Linked DNA regions of Pan troglodytes: region 2 is linked to region 1. Evidence: chromatin contacts called from public capture Hi-C data. All regions are on one chromosome and are shown on one strand. The core of a region is the stretch at or near the end of the contact, and the rest is flanking DNA. Distances in the headings are between cores, read along the strand shown. Region 1 holds the start of LOC112208359. Region 2 holds the start of ARL4C (ADP ribosylation factor like GTPase 4C).

Region 1 (6,167 bases), core at 2,332-4,831:
CCTCGGTCTCCCAAAGTGCTGGGATTACAGGCATGAACACTGTGTCTGGCCCCAAAATAGATTATTTTAAAAGATGAACAAAGATAAATTAGACATACATAAGTAAAATCAATCAGGAGTTTAAAACATGACATCAGACAAAACAATGTGCAAGAGAAAAACAGAAAAGATTGTTTCATGTTAGTAAAAATATAGTCATGGTGAAATTAAAACATTCATGAATCTTTATGTGCCAAATTATACAGCATTGACATATTTAAAGCAGGTACAGTTTAAAATCTCAGAAGAAATTCACACACACAAAAATTTGTGGTAGGAAATTTTAATAGACCAAAAGGTTTTCTTTGCAAGTCAAGGAATGTATAGAAAACTTTAAGAAGCATAGAAAATTTGGATAATAATATGGCCAACTAGGGCATAACCTAAAAACAAATTTAGAGCCTCAAAACAAAAAAAAAATGTACCTTCTTTTCAAGCAACTAAAGAATATTTTCAAAAGTGACTATTAAACAGAGCATAAGAACATCTAATATTACAAAAAAAAGGCCTCATTGTATAGGATGTTTTATAAACTTTGCAATTAAATTACAAATTATAGCTAAAATTTAAGCAAAACAAAGCAAAAATAATTTGCAAAACTTTAAACACATTCCTAAACAATTCTGACAAGGGAGAAGAGCTTAATTCCTTATGAATGCTAAAGCTCTAAATCTTTGTTGCAATTTCAGTGCCCCAAGACCATTCAATTCCATCCTTAAGGTGGGACAGTGCATTCATGAAAATCATGTTTTCAAGGACTCAGAAATGGCAATGGGAAATGCTGAAATGAAAGCTTAAGCGCAAAAACAGACTATGGAACAATATGGAGCATATACGCCTAATATTTTTTTAAAGGAAATGAACCAAATTATCAACAGATACTCTGTGAGGCAAAATTATAAGTGATTTTAATTTGCTTCTATTTTGTGTTATTTTCAAATTTGGGGCCATAAATATGTAGTTATACAATAAAGGAACAATAAATATGTTTTAAGGAAAATATTAAAAATTATAATTAAGTCCTTGAATGCACCGGATCGACCTAGGACACCACGTGCCATGGCTTGGGTGGGGATCAGCTGCCCCATCACTCCAACCATGGAGCCCAGAGCCTGCTCAGGTGTGTCTTGTCGGGTGTCTCGTTCAGGTGCAGCCTGCTTGCCCCTTAAGGGCCCACCTTCTGCTCATTGGTTACTCATAACTTCATCAGTCTGTGACTTTGAAGACTCCTTCATTCTTAGCAATTCAGACAAAATTAGCATTTCTCTTCTTCCAAACTTGTATCTGGACTGAAACCAAATTAACCTGTGAAGATTTGCAAACAAAGGCCATTTGTTTGGAAACGACCCTGGGTGAACTTTTTTTCTTTTATAGACAGGGACTCACTATGTTGCCCAGACTGGTCTTGAATTCCTGGGCTCATATGATCCCACCTCAGCCTCCTGAGTAGCTGGGATTACAGGCATGAGCCATTGCACACAGCATGATGCTTCAACAGCTCCCAAGCATGTTTCACTGGAGAATCCTGCCTTCTCTCTCTGCCTCCCCCTCCACCCACAATAATGTGAACGGTGCTGGGGTAGAAAGGCCCTGGGTGCAGGCCTGGTGTGGTGGCTCACGCCTGTCATTCCAGCACTTTGGGAGGCCAAGGCCGGTGGATTGCTTGAGGTCGGGAGTTTGAGACTAGCCTGACCAACATGGTAAAACCCCATCTCTACTAAAAATACAAAAAAAAAAAAAAGTTGCTGGGTGTGGTGGTCAGTGCCTGTAATCCCAGCTACTTGGGAGGCTGAGGCAGAAAAATCGCTTGAACCTAGGAGGTGCAGGTTGCAGTGAGCCAAGATCATGCCACTGCACTCCAGCCTGAGTGACAGAGTGAGACTGTGTCTCAAAAAAAGGAAAAAAAAAAAAAAAAAAAAAAAGGCCCTGGGTGCAGAGTGCAGGAATAAGGATGATGGTAGGGAATGAAGTCACATTCTCCGTCCTGTCAACTAAATTAAATGATAAACAGGAGAGAGGAGAGCCTTCCACATGAAGGAAGAGCCTGAGAACAAGAGCACCTGATGCTCAAAGACCACGAGCATGAAGGGCAGGGGGCACGACGAAGCCGGGGGGATGTGGTGTCTCACCACGTGTGGTTTTGGGTCTATGCAAATGATATGGTCCTTTGACTTAGGGGCAATGAGAACCTACTGAAACATTTTAAGCAAAAGGTGACATGATCGGACAAGGTTAGAAAAATGGACAGATCATCCTGGCTAACACGGTGAAACCCCATCTCTACTAAAAATACAAAAAATTAGCCAAGCGTGGTAGCACATGCTGTAGTCCCAGCTACTCTGGAGGCTGAGGCAGGAGAATGGTTTGAAACCAGGAGGCGGAGGTTGCAGTGAGCAGAGATCATGCCACTGCACTCCAGCCTGGGTGACAGAGCAAGACTCCATCTCAAAAAAAAAACAAAAAAAAAAACACAAAAAATGAACATGGCTACAGAAGGGATAGCAAATGAGATATAGAGGGGATGAGACTGGAAATGGAGCTGCCAGCGAGGGCACCTGATGGAGTGGTGAAGGTGGCATTAAAGAAAAGTGAACAGATCTAGAAGATAAAGATCATTCAGTGCATCTCAATTGGGGGTGACTGAACCCTCCAGATTCTGGAGAACTTTTTGGTTGTCACAACCAGAGAGAAGTGCTGCTGGCACTTGGTAGGTAGAGGCCAGGGGAGCCGTTCAACACACCTGCAATGCACAGACCATCCCCACCAATTATCAGGACCAAAATCACAATAGTGTTGCCCGTGAGGATCCTTGGAGGTGGAAACTGGATGCCAGGACAGTCCCATTTCCTGGCATGTGTAGAGGGTCAATGATGATGCCGGTCACTGCCAGAGAAGATCAAGTGTGCAAGGAAGGCCACGGGGTATGAGTGTCTCTGATTTTACTCTCATAAAAGCAAGCCTGGGGGAAAATGGTGAAATTGGAAGATGTTGATAAAAGATGTTTTAATAAAGATGCAAAGTCTACATTAAGAAAAATATCGAGCCAGAACTCCTTACACAGGACTTTCCTACCTGTGTGCTGTGTATATTAACAAGTGCACTCTGGAGGGAGGGGCACTGGGGACCTGCAGAGGGCTGGATTCAGCCGGGGAACCCCCAAGGCAGTGGACCTGGTATTCCAGGAGCTCCTGCAGAGAGCACTATGGGGCTGTTTGCACAGCGGACTGAGGGCCCTCAGGGAAGGCCGGGGAGCCAGGGGGTACCCCTTAGTCCAGGGCCCAGAGGGAAACTGCTGTTTTGAGCACAGTCCGCCCCTCAGCTCAGCCAGAGCCCTGCCCCTGAGACTTGGCCTGCATCGTGAGGAGAGGTGAGTGCAGGACAGGGACCGGCCTCACCTGCGTCTCTGCAGCAGGGCGCTCCTCTTTCTACCTTTCACCTGGACAACTCGAGCCCAATGTTCACAGCTCAGGCTCTCTCCTGGGGATCCTTGAACCCACAAAACTGGGGTGGGTGCTCCCTCTGTTTGTGTGAAAGCACAGATTATGCCAATTGATCCTGCTAGGCCCTTAAGGGAGGGACTGCGTTTATTGATCATGAAATCCCCAGAGCCCCCAACAGGGTATTGTCCTGTTAAGGGGTGGCCGCATGGCCCAGAGGCACAGAGCCCTGCTCTGGTGTCTGTGACATCTGCAGGGATGGAGGACATTGCCTTACAGGAGGTCTCAGGCCCAGGCACTGGCAGCCTCAACCCAGGCACTGTAGGCACTGGCAAAGAGCAGCCGACCCCGGGACCCCCTGCAACAACAGCAGCTTCCAGGCTCTGCCCCAGTGACAGCTCACAGCACTGGTCCCAGGAGGAAGGCAGGGAGACGGCAGGTGTAGGTGACACTGAGCCTACATTGTTCTCCACCACTGCTGAGACAACCCTCTTGAAATAGTCGCTGATCCACACACTCCTGTTCCTGACTCTCCGCTGTTTGCTTTCGCTGAGGAACAAGTTGGCCAGGAAGCTGTGCAGCAGCCATGGCTTTTAAGGTGGAAAAACACCTGTGGAGCTGGAGGTGGTAATTCACCCAATTCGAATCACTCTAACGAGCCGCAATGTAAAATCCCTGGAAAAGGTGTGTGCTGACTTGGTCAGAGGAGCAAAGGAAAAAAAGCTCAAAGTGAAAGGACCAGTTGGAATGCCTAGCAAGACTTTGAGAATCACTACAAGAAAAACTCCTTGTGGTGAAGGTTCTACGACATGGGATGGTTTCCAGATGGGAATCCACAAGCGACTCATTGACTTGCACAGTCCTTCTGAGATTGTTAGGCAGATGACTTCCATCAGTAATGAGCCAGGAGTTGAGGTGGAAGTCACCATTGCAGTTGCTTAAGTCAACTATTTTAAATAAATTCATTACCAGTTGTTTAAAAAAAAAGAAAAGGAAAAAGAAATAGAGAGACTTCACAATGAGCAAATGAAATTCCCGGAATAGCAGGTGTAGGCAGTAGCCTAGGACCACTGCGTGTGACCATTCAATTATTTTCTTGACCCTGGTTTTCCCAAAAAACATGGATCATACCAAAATCACCAGTTAGTCATGCTTCTAAGAAATAATCTCTTCATCAGATAAATTGCAGCCTGTTCATAAGGCTGAGATGGTGCCTACTCACAATAAGAAATTAAGGTTCATTGAATAGGTCCAGTGCTTCTTGGCCCTTCACCCAAGCCCAGAAATTAAGTGTGAATGTTACTTAGTCATCACACATTGATGAGTGACAATTTTTTTTTTTTTTTGAGACGGAGTCTCGCTCTGTTGCCCAGGGAGCAACACCATGCCTGGCTAAACAATATTTTTTTATCTTAAATCTTAGACAAGTTTTTCATTTTGTTGTGTGTGTGCATGTGTGTGTGTGTGTGTTGCTGTTGTTTTGTTATTTCATTTTACCCTGCAGGTTTGTGGCAGAATCAGCTCAGAGGTCAGGATTCAGGAGAAGGCCCGAATCACTCAGAGTCAGGTCCATAGTCTAAATGGACAACAGTACCAGGTGTCCTGTCCTCCCTGAGCAACTTGATAACAACAGATAAAAAAAGATAAATCTTTTTTTTTGAGATAGAGTCTCACTCTGCCACCCAGGCTGGAGTGCAGTCTTGGCTCACTACAGCCTCTACCCCCTGGGTTCCAGTGATTCTCGTGCCTCAGCCTCCCGAGTAGCTGGGACCATAGGCACGCGCCACCACGCCAAGCTAATTTTTGTATTTTTAGTAGAGATGGGGTTTTGCCACGTTGGCCAGACTGGTCTTGAACTCCTGGCCTCAAGTAATCCAGCCACCTCAGCCTCCCAAAGTGCTGGGATTATAGGCATAAGCCACCGCACCCAGCCTGATAACACCTTCATTTCTGAAAGACTCAAGACACAGCTTGTTGACCAGCCAGCTTGACATTCTAGACCCTGTGACAGGCTTTTTGTCTGTTTGAGTAGTGTAAATAAATTAACCCGGGGTTTAATCAATCGGTCTCTGAGACTTTTTCGTACTTTCCCAACACTGTGCCTTTCCTTATACTGCAGCCTCTTCTGGGAGAGTTTGTAGCCTCTGCTTCTGCCTATCAAGGCCACACCCTCTGGTTCTGACATGGAGATCCTCCATGGAGATTCAAGAGCCTCCTAGGTCAGCACTGCGGGAGGGAGAGAAGTACAGGGGAGGGACAGAGAGAGGTACAGGGGAGGGGCAGAGGGGAGGAGCCGGCTATGGTGCAGTCTCAGGGAAGAAGATGGGGAGTCCTGAAGATGAAATGACCTCCAGAATGTTCCATAGTAAGGGTGCGGTGCACAGAATCAAAGAGAAAAATCTCAGAGACAGAAAAAATGCTGCAGGAAGAAATAGGAGCTGCTCCAGCAAAATGACCTGACCTCGGCTTTGGGCAGTGAAGTTTGAAGGAATCACCCTCCTCTTGTCCTGTGCAATCACGGGACACCTCAATCTGCCCCTCCTGTGTCCCCAGGTTCATTGAATAGTTCCAGTGCTTCTCGGCCCTTCACCCAAGCCCAGGGCCCCTGGGTAGCCTTTGCCTCTTTCCCTCCCTCCCCACATTCAATGCATCAGTCAGTCTTATTAGCTTTAATTCCAAATAACTTTTAAT
Region 2 (6,167 bases), core at 2,361-4,860, 160 kb after region 1:
AATGAATACCAGCAATGTCAAAAAAAACAAAACAAAAAATTCCACAGAAAATCTCCCCAGTCATTTGATTGTATAAATAATTTATTTCTGTTCACAGCATCATATATGCATTATAAAAGGCTATGGAAACAAAAGAGAAGGATGATGAGACAGAGAATTACAGCAGTAGAAAGGAAAACAGAAACCAGGGCACACAGTTCCAACACCAGAACAGAGAATTTGGGAAGATAATTGCTCCGAAACAGAACTGGCCTCCCTGTGTCTATTAGAAAACATTTCCAAAGCTCACGGAGGGAGGCCAGCTTCCCCTATGGGAAACCCATTCACTCGCCAAAGGGCAGAAGGCATCATAAATCACCCATTGATACATTGGTGGGGAGCTCCCTGTCCCCCTGGTGACCACTCCAAGGTGATTTGATCTGTGCTTCCTCTGTTGGGTCAGAGACGAAACGGGCTATTATTAGGTCAAACATTACAGAAATCAACTGAGACTCTTAACTAGTAGTTGATACACCACAGGGCTTTACTTTACTGCACAATTACTAACAGTTGATTGCACCCTTAAGTATTGATTATGCAAAAAACAAAATCATCTTGCATCAGTTTTAAAGCATGACAGGGTTTGAACAGTGATCTCGAACCTAAGTATTGTTATCACGAGAAGGTTACAGTATTTGGCATCTGCAATGTCACAAAATAAATATATTATTCTCTCAATAGTGTGGAACTACCAAAATGTCAAAGTGCTTAAGAAATTGTCGCATGTGAAGAAAATAAAGAAAGATGGATTTTTTTTTTTAATAATTCTATACAGAATCTTCAGATGATGGGACCAGCCCATTTAGAAATCAGTGGATATGCTGTCGATATGTAAACTGAAATCTTGCAGGCTTTTCAACACTGCTTAGCTAGACTTTCTCTACTGAGTTTCTACAAAAAGACCAGCATTGGAGGGGTACCAAATACACCGACAAAAGAGAAAAAGCAGATGGGCTGCTAGGTTTCTGCTTTTAAAAAATTTCATATAAGAATTGGGTTTCAAGCAGGAAGCCAGAACTTCTGCCTCTGGTTCTTAAATTAACATTCGGTGTGTAATGGACAATAGGCAGGGACTCATAATTTGACTAACTCACATGCTCAAGCATGATCGTGTCCAATTTCTACAGGCCTCCTTTGTAAAGAAATGTGTAACAATGGGGGGAAAGTCATAATTCTACCTGAAAACATGGATTGTAAGAGGAAATAAAAAAATCAAACAGTATGTTTTAAGTTTCCCCTTTTGATACTGTGTTTCAGGGTAAATGACAGCTTCTGCAAACCAAGACTCAGTCCTGATTATAAAGGATTTTTAAAATTACATTATTAAAAATATGTATTTATTCTTCTTTCACTTTATCTATTTTCCAAAGCCTCTTTCAAGTAAACTGTGAAGTGCCTGAGTACCAGTGACCATGACGTCACACTTTCTTTTATCTCAAGCACTCATTGTTGTTTGCATTTGCCCAAAGTGCTGGCTGGCTCCGAAGGCCAGTTCCTACAAGAATGAATTCGGAAAGACTTCATCCTTGTGTTTTTCCTTCTCTTTTAATTCCATGCAACGAGGTCAGCTTTTGCAACAAGGTGGGGTTTTATTTTTTTGGTGCATGACATCAAATACTCTAACGAGACATTTTTAATGAAATACTTAAACCAGATAGGCCACAATGAACCAAATTAGAAATCTGAACATGTCGCCACTTGCAGCATAAAGGAATATAAAAGGGCAGAGCAAAGTCTTTTTTCCTAAGGTGAATATTTCTAAGGTAAGTATTCATTTGTAAAAGTTTTTTTTTTTTTTTCCAACATGTCTGAAAACCCATTATCACGCGGTTAGTATTACAAGAGACATCCCTTGGTTAAAAAAAAAAAAAAATACCATCTTGCAATTCAGCACACACCTGCAGCTGGTGTGCTCATCCAAACCAATCAGTAGGCTAAGAGAATTTAAAATTCCATACATATGAGTCTAGGTATTAATGCCGATTACACAGTACAGAGGGAGGTCCCTATAACCACACACACACACACCCCATCCAGCATTTACACCAGAAGCCTTACCCTTTAAACACCTTTAACTATCCTGCAAACAGTAAATGCATCATTGGCCACCACCTCCAATAGTTCGTCTTTTTTTTTATTTTTTATTTTTATTGGTCTCTTTGTGTGATAATGACCTACACATGGACAGGGTCCAAACCATCTGGAAGATGTCTGATTCCAGGCTGAAAAGCAGTTCTCAACAAAACTGGTCTTCTGCAGCCACCACAAAGCACCAGGAAAAGGGCACCTCCGCGGCCATCCCCAGCCAGGCCAGCACAGCGCTCCGTGCCCGCTGAGCCGTCCCAGGCAGTCCTCTGATGACCCAAACCACCACCACCTTTGGGTCCAGAGCAGGACAAATGAAATTTCAACAGGGGCCTGCCCTGTGACCGAAAATTACTCAGCTTCACAGCCCCTGAATGCAAGGAGACGTGGTCCCCCCAGAACCAACATGCCCCCCAAGGTGGGTACGCCCACGGTTCTGGGAAATGCATACCTCAGGTAATTCACAGGTGCGATCCCCCAGTGGGGGCGGGGCAGCCTGAACTTCTGGCCCTGCAGGAGTGGGAAGAAATCGCTTTTGTCTTTCCGACAACTGAGCCTTCCACCTGGGGCTGGGAGGGCGGACAGCAGGACCGGCTCTTCCACTCCCCACCGCGGCCCCCCGACCTGGTCAGTAGCTCTGGCGTTCAGACAAAAGGTCCCCTGAGCTGGGGGTGGGGGGCAGGTCGAGAGCAGGCCGGTAAATCAGACTTCGCAGCTCCTTAAGTCACCAGTCCTGCATTTGGGTGCAGAGATTCCGTTTTAAAAATTCGAAGCATCGCTTTGGTTCGCTCTTTGTTCGCGGGCGCGGGTTCTCGCTCATCCATCCATCCATCCATCCATCCATCCATCCATCCACCCATCCATTCTTTCTTGACGCACTCGCTCGCTCCCCGGTCGCTCCGGGCGCATTACCGCTTCTTCTTCTGCTTGAGGGACTTCCTGCGTTTCAGGATCATCTCATAGAGCTTGTCCATGCCCTCGGTGAGGCCCTCGCCGATGATGGCGCACGCCGGCTGGACGTGATAGGTGGTGGCCGGGATAAGCTCGTGCAGCGCCAGCTGCTTCTCGATCTCGGCCACCGGCAGCGACTTGGGCAGGTCCTGCTTGTTGGCGATGACCAGCAGCGGCGTGCCCTGGTTCTCGGCGAACTTGGTCACCTTGTGCAGCTCCGTCTTGGCCTCCTCCAGCCGGTCCACGTCCACCGAGTCCACCACGTAGATGATGCCGTCCGTGCAGCGGCTGTAGGACTTCCACAGCGGCCGCAGCTTCTCCTGGCCGCCCACGTCCCAGAAGTGGCAGCTGATGCCCTTGGCCGTGCCGTTGCTCAGCTTGATCTTCTCGGTGTTGAAGCCGATGGTGGGCACCGTGTTCACGAACTCGTTGAACTTGAGCCGGTAGAGCACCGTGGTCTTGCCGGCCGAGTCCAAGCCCAACATGACGATATGCAGGGACTGGAAGGCCGAGATGTTAGAGGAGATGTTGCCCATGGCTCCTGGCTGCGGCGCCGGCCGCTGCGGCTGCGGCGGGAGGGCGCCGCCCCCCGAGCAGTCACGGGCCCGACGCGGCCGGGCGCACCTGGGCCCCGCCCGCCGCCGCCCGCACCGGCCCCGGGGCTCGGCGTCCCCGCGGGCGCACGGCTTGGCGCGCTCAGACGCCGCAGTCCCCGCGCCCTCGCCGGCCGGGCTCGCGATCGGCGGGCATCGCGTCTACGCCCGGCTTTGTCTCCCGCGAAGCCGCCTCAGATGTTCGGCGCAGGAGGCTCGCGCCCGGCGCCCTCCCCAGGCCTGGGCTCGCTCTGTGGTTTCCTCGGGCCGCGCCCCCGCGCTCCGGCAGCTGCCCGGGCTCTCCCCTCTCCCGGCGCCCGGCGCTGGCTTCTGGCCTGGGACGGCGCTGCTCCTGCTCCTGCTCCCGCTCCCGGGGCGCGGGCTTCCCCGGGAGTCGCTGTCCGCTCGGCCGCCTCACAGTCCCCGCAGTCCCCGCGCCGCCGCAGCAGCCGCCAGCCTGCAGCGGCCGGAGGGCTCCCGGACCCGCCCCCTCGCGCCCCTCCCCGGACCCGCCCCCTGCCCCGCCCCGGGCCCCGCCCCGCCCGCCGCCGGGGGTCAGGCGCGGTCCTCCCCGCCCAGCCCGCGGTTTTCGCGCGCTTCGCTGCGTCCCCGCCGCCCCCCGGCCCCTCCCGCGCCGCGCCGCGCCGCGCAGACACAATGGGCGCGGAGCCGGCTCTTCCTCCCCAGCGGCTGACGCGTTTGCAAAAATAGCTCTCGGCTCCCGGAACCCCCGCCCGGGTCCTAGCCCGCGCCCTGCCCCGCCGGGCCGCAGGCGTGGGCGACGCAGCCTGCCTGAGGGCGTGGGTCCCGGGGTCCCAGCTCTGTGGGCGCGAGGCGGGGCAGGGCGGCCCCCAGGGTGACTGGGAGAGCGCCGCTCTGGGGAGTGAGGGCGGCGAGGCTGGGGCCTCCAAACCCCAGAAGGGACGGGACGGGGCTGGCCTCGGTGAGCTGCCAGCCTGCGCTCTGGATCCAGCCGGGCGCGTCCCCTCCCACCCTCGCGCCGCGGCTGTCGCCGGCCCCGGCCCCCAGTGACGCCCAGGCTCGCCTCCTGCCTGGGTTCCAGGGGGCTGCACCCGGCCAGCGCCGCCCTCCGGAGCCCAGGCCTGTGCCCAGGGCACCCTGGAGGCCCAGCCTTTCTTGCCCGGTGGCGGCGGTTGGGGCAGGGTCGGACCTAGGCCGCGATGGGGGATTAGAAGACCTACCTGCCCCGAGTAACTCGGACAGCTCACCCTCCCAGACACGCCTGGGCTGCCTCATTTCGTCCGCATCGACTCTGCTGACATCCCAGGGGAAGCGTCAGCATTTCGGGAGAGCACCCCTTGCCCCCCCGACTTTGGGAACTGAGAACCACCTGCCCGCAGGTGAACGACTCCGCAGAAATGGCAACACCAGCCCCGGGGGCTGAAAGAAAATGTGTCTACAGCTTGGAGCTGGTGGCACAGTGGGTTACAAACACTGATATTCCACGGGTTCCACCTCCTGTCACCTCAGTTCAATGGTTTTATTCTGGTTTGTAAACATGTAACAAATGTGTATCCTCTCTGGGTGCGGAGAAAAGTGAGAGTATATTATGGCAAACACACAGATCTGGGGAGAGCTGCTCCGCAGGAGACAGCAGGCCGCAGCATGGGCGACCGCATCTTCCCAGCTCTAGCTTATGAGACAGAAACGATGGAAACGGAGTCAAGGGGGAAGAAAATGAAAATGCTAAGAATTTATGAATAAAAGCTAGAATTTTAGAGAAATACTTTATCACCTTCCGTTCACAAACCACGAAAAGATATATGATATCGTTGGTACCAAAGCATGTGAGAAGACCTCACCTGTAGAAGGAAGGACAAGCCACCACCACCCCTATCCTTGGAATTCCCAAGGCGGCAGCCGGAGCGACCATCCACTCTACTGAGTGGATTTGGGGCTGGAAACGAAGTATCAGGCTGGAAAGGACCCTGCCTATCATTCCGCCCAATGCTGTCCAGTGAGGTAACAAGGCCTAGGCGCCCGTGACGTGACGGCTAAGGCAGAACCTAGAGGCCCACTGCCTGCCCCAGGACCAAGGGTCTGTATGCACAAAACTGGGCACCTGCCTGCCCTCTTCCTCACACCCCACTCTTCCCACACGCTGTTTCCTTCAATGAGGAATAAAGTGAGCCACGCGAAGGATAGAGTTCAACAGAAGATATTGGCTGCACTGTGCCACTTACTTCATTTTAAATAAAAATGGAAATGTATTCACTGACATCACTGAAAAGTTAAGGATAAAGGTCCTCTTCAGGCATGGCTAGACCCAGGAGCTCAAAAGGAGTCTTTAGAGCAGGTGTCTCTCCAGTCCTCCTCCGTGTTCCCCTGTGTTGATTCTTTTTCTTTCTGGCAGCCTTGGACTCACATCCTTGGTTTAGATCCTGGAAAGGAAAAGGTACAACTCTTTCCCAATAACTCTAACCAAAGCCTGGAGCACGCACCCTGGATCAAGGACTGCTGTCCAGGAGGAGGGAACAC

Evidence for each region. Capture Hi-C pulls out chosen DNA fragments and counts their contacts.
Region 2: a capture Hi-C map of stem cell-derived neural stem cells shows a contact between it and region 1, with 5 times the contacts expected there. The contact joins the promoter of ARL4C here to the promoter of LOC112208359 in region 1. A contact is called at or near these places in 1 of 1 datasets of contacts at active chromatin or transcription factors (stem cell-derived excitatory neurons) and 1 of 1 other capture datasets (stem cell-derived neural stem cells).

What each region holds. Positions count from the first base shown.
Region 1 is chr13:136,511,537-136,517,703 of NHGRI_mPanTro3-v2.0_pri, forward strand. It overlaps LOC112208359, which reads left to right and starts at 3,582. Exons shown (of 2, transcript XM_024354753.2): 1 at 3,582-3,921; 2 at 4,075-4,418. The coding sequence starts at 3,582. The coding sequence ends at 4,418.
Region 2 is chr13:136,676,324-136,682,490 of NHGRI_mPanTro3-v2.0_pri, forward strand. It overlaps ARL4C (ADP ribosylation factor like GTPase 4C), which reads right to left and starts at 3,611. Exons shown (of 1, transcript XM_001151934.7): 1 at 61-3,611. The coding sequence starts at 3,611. The coding sequence ends at 3,033.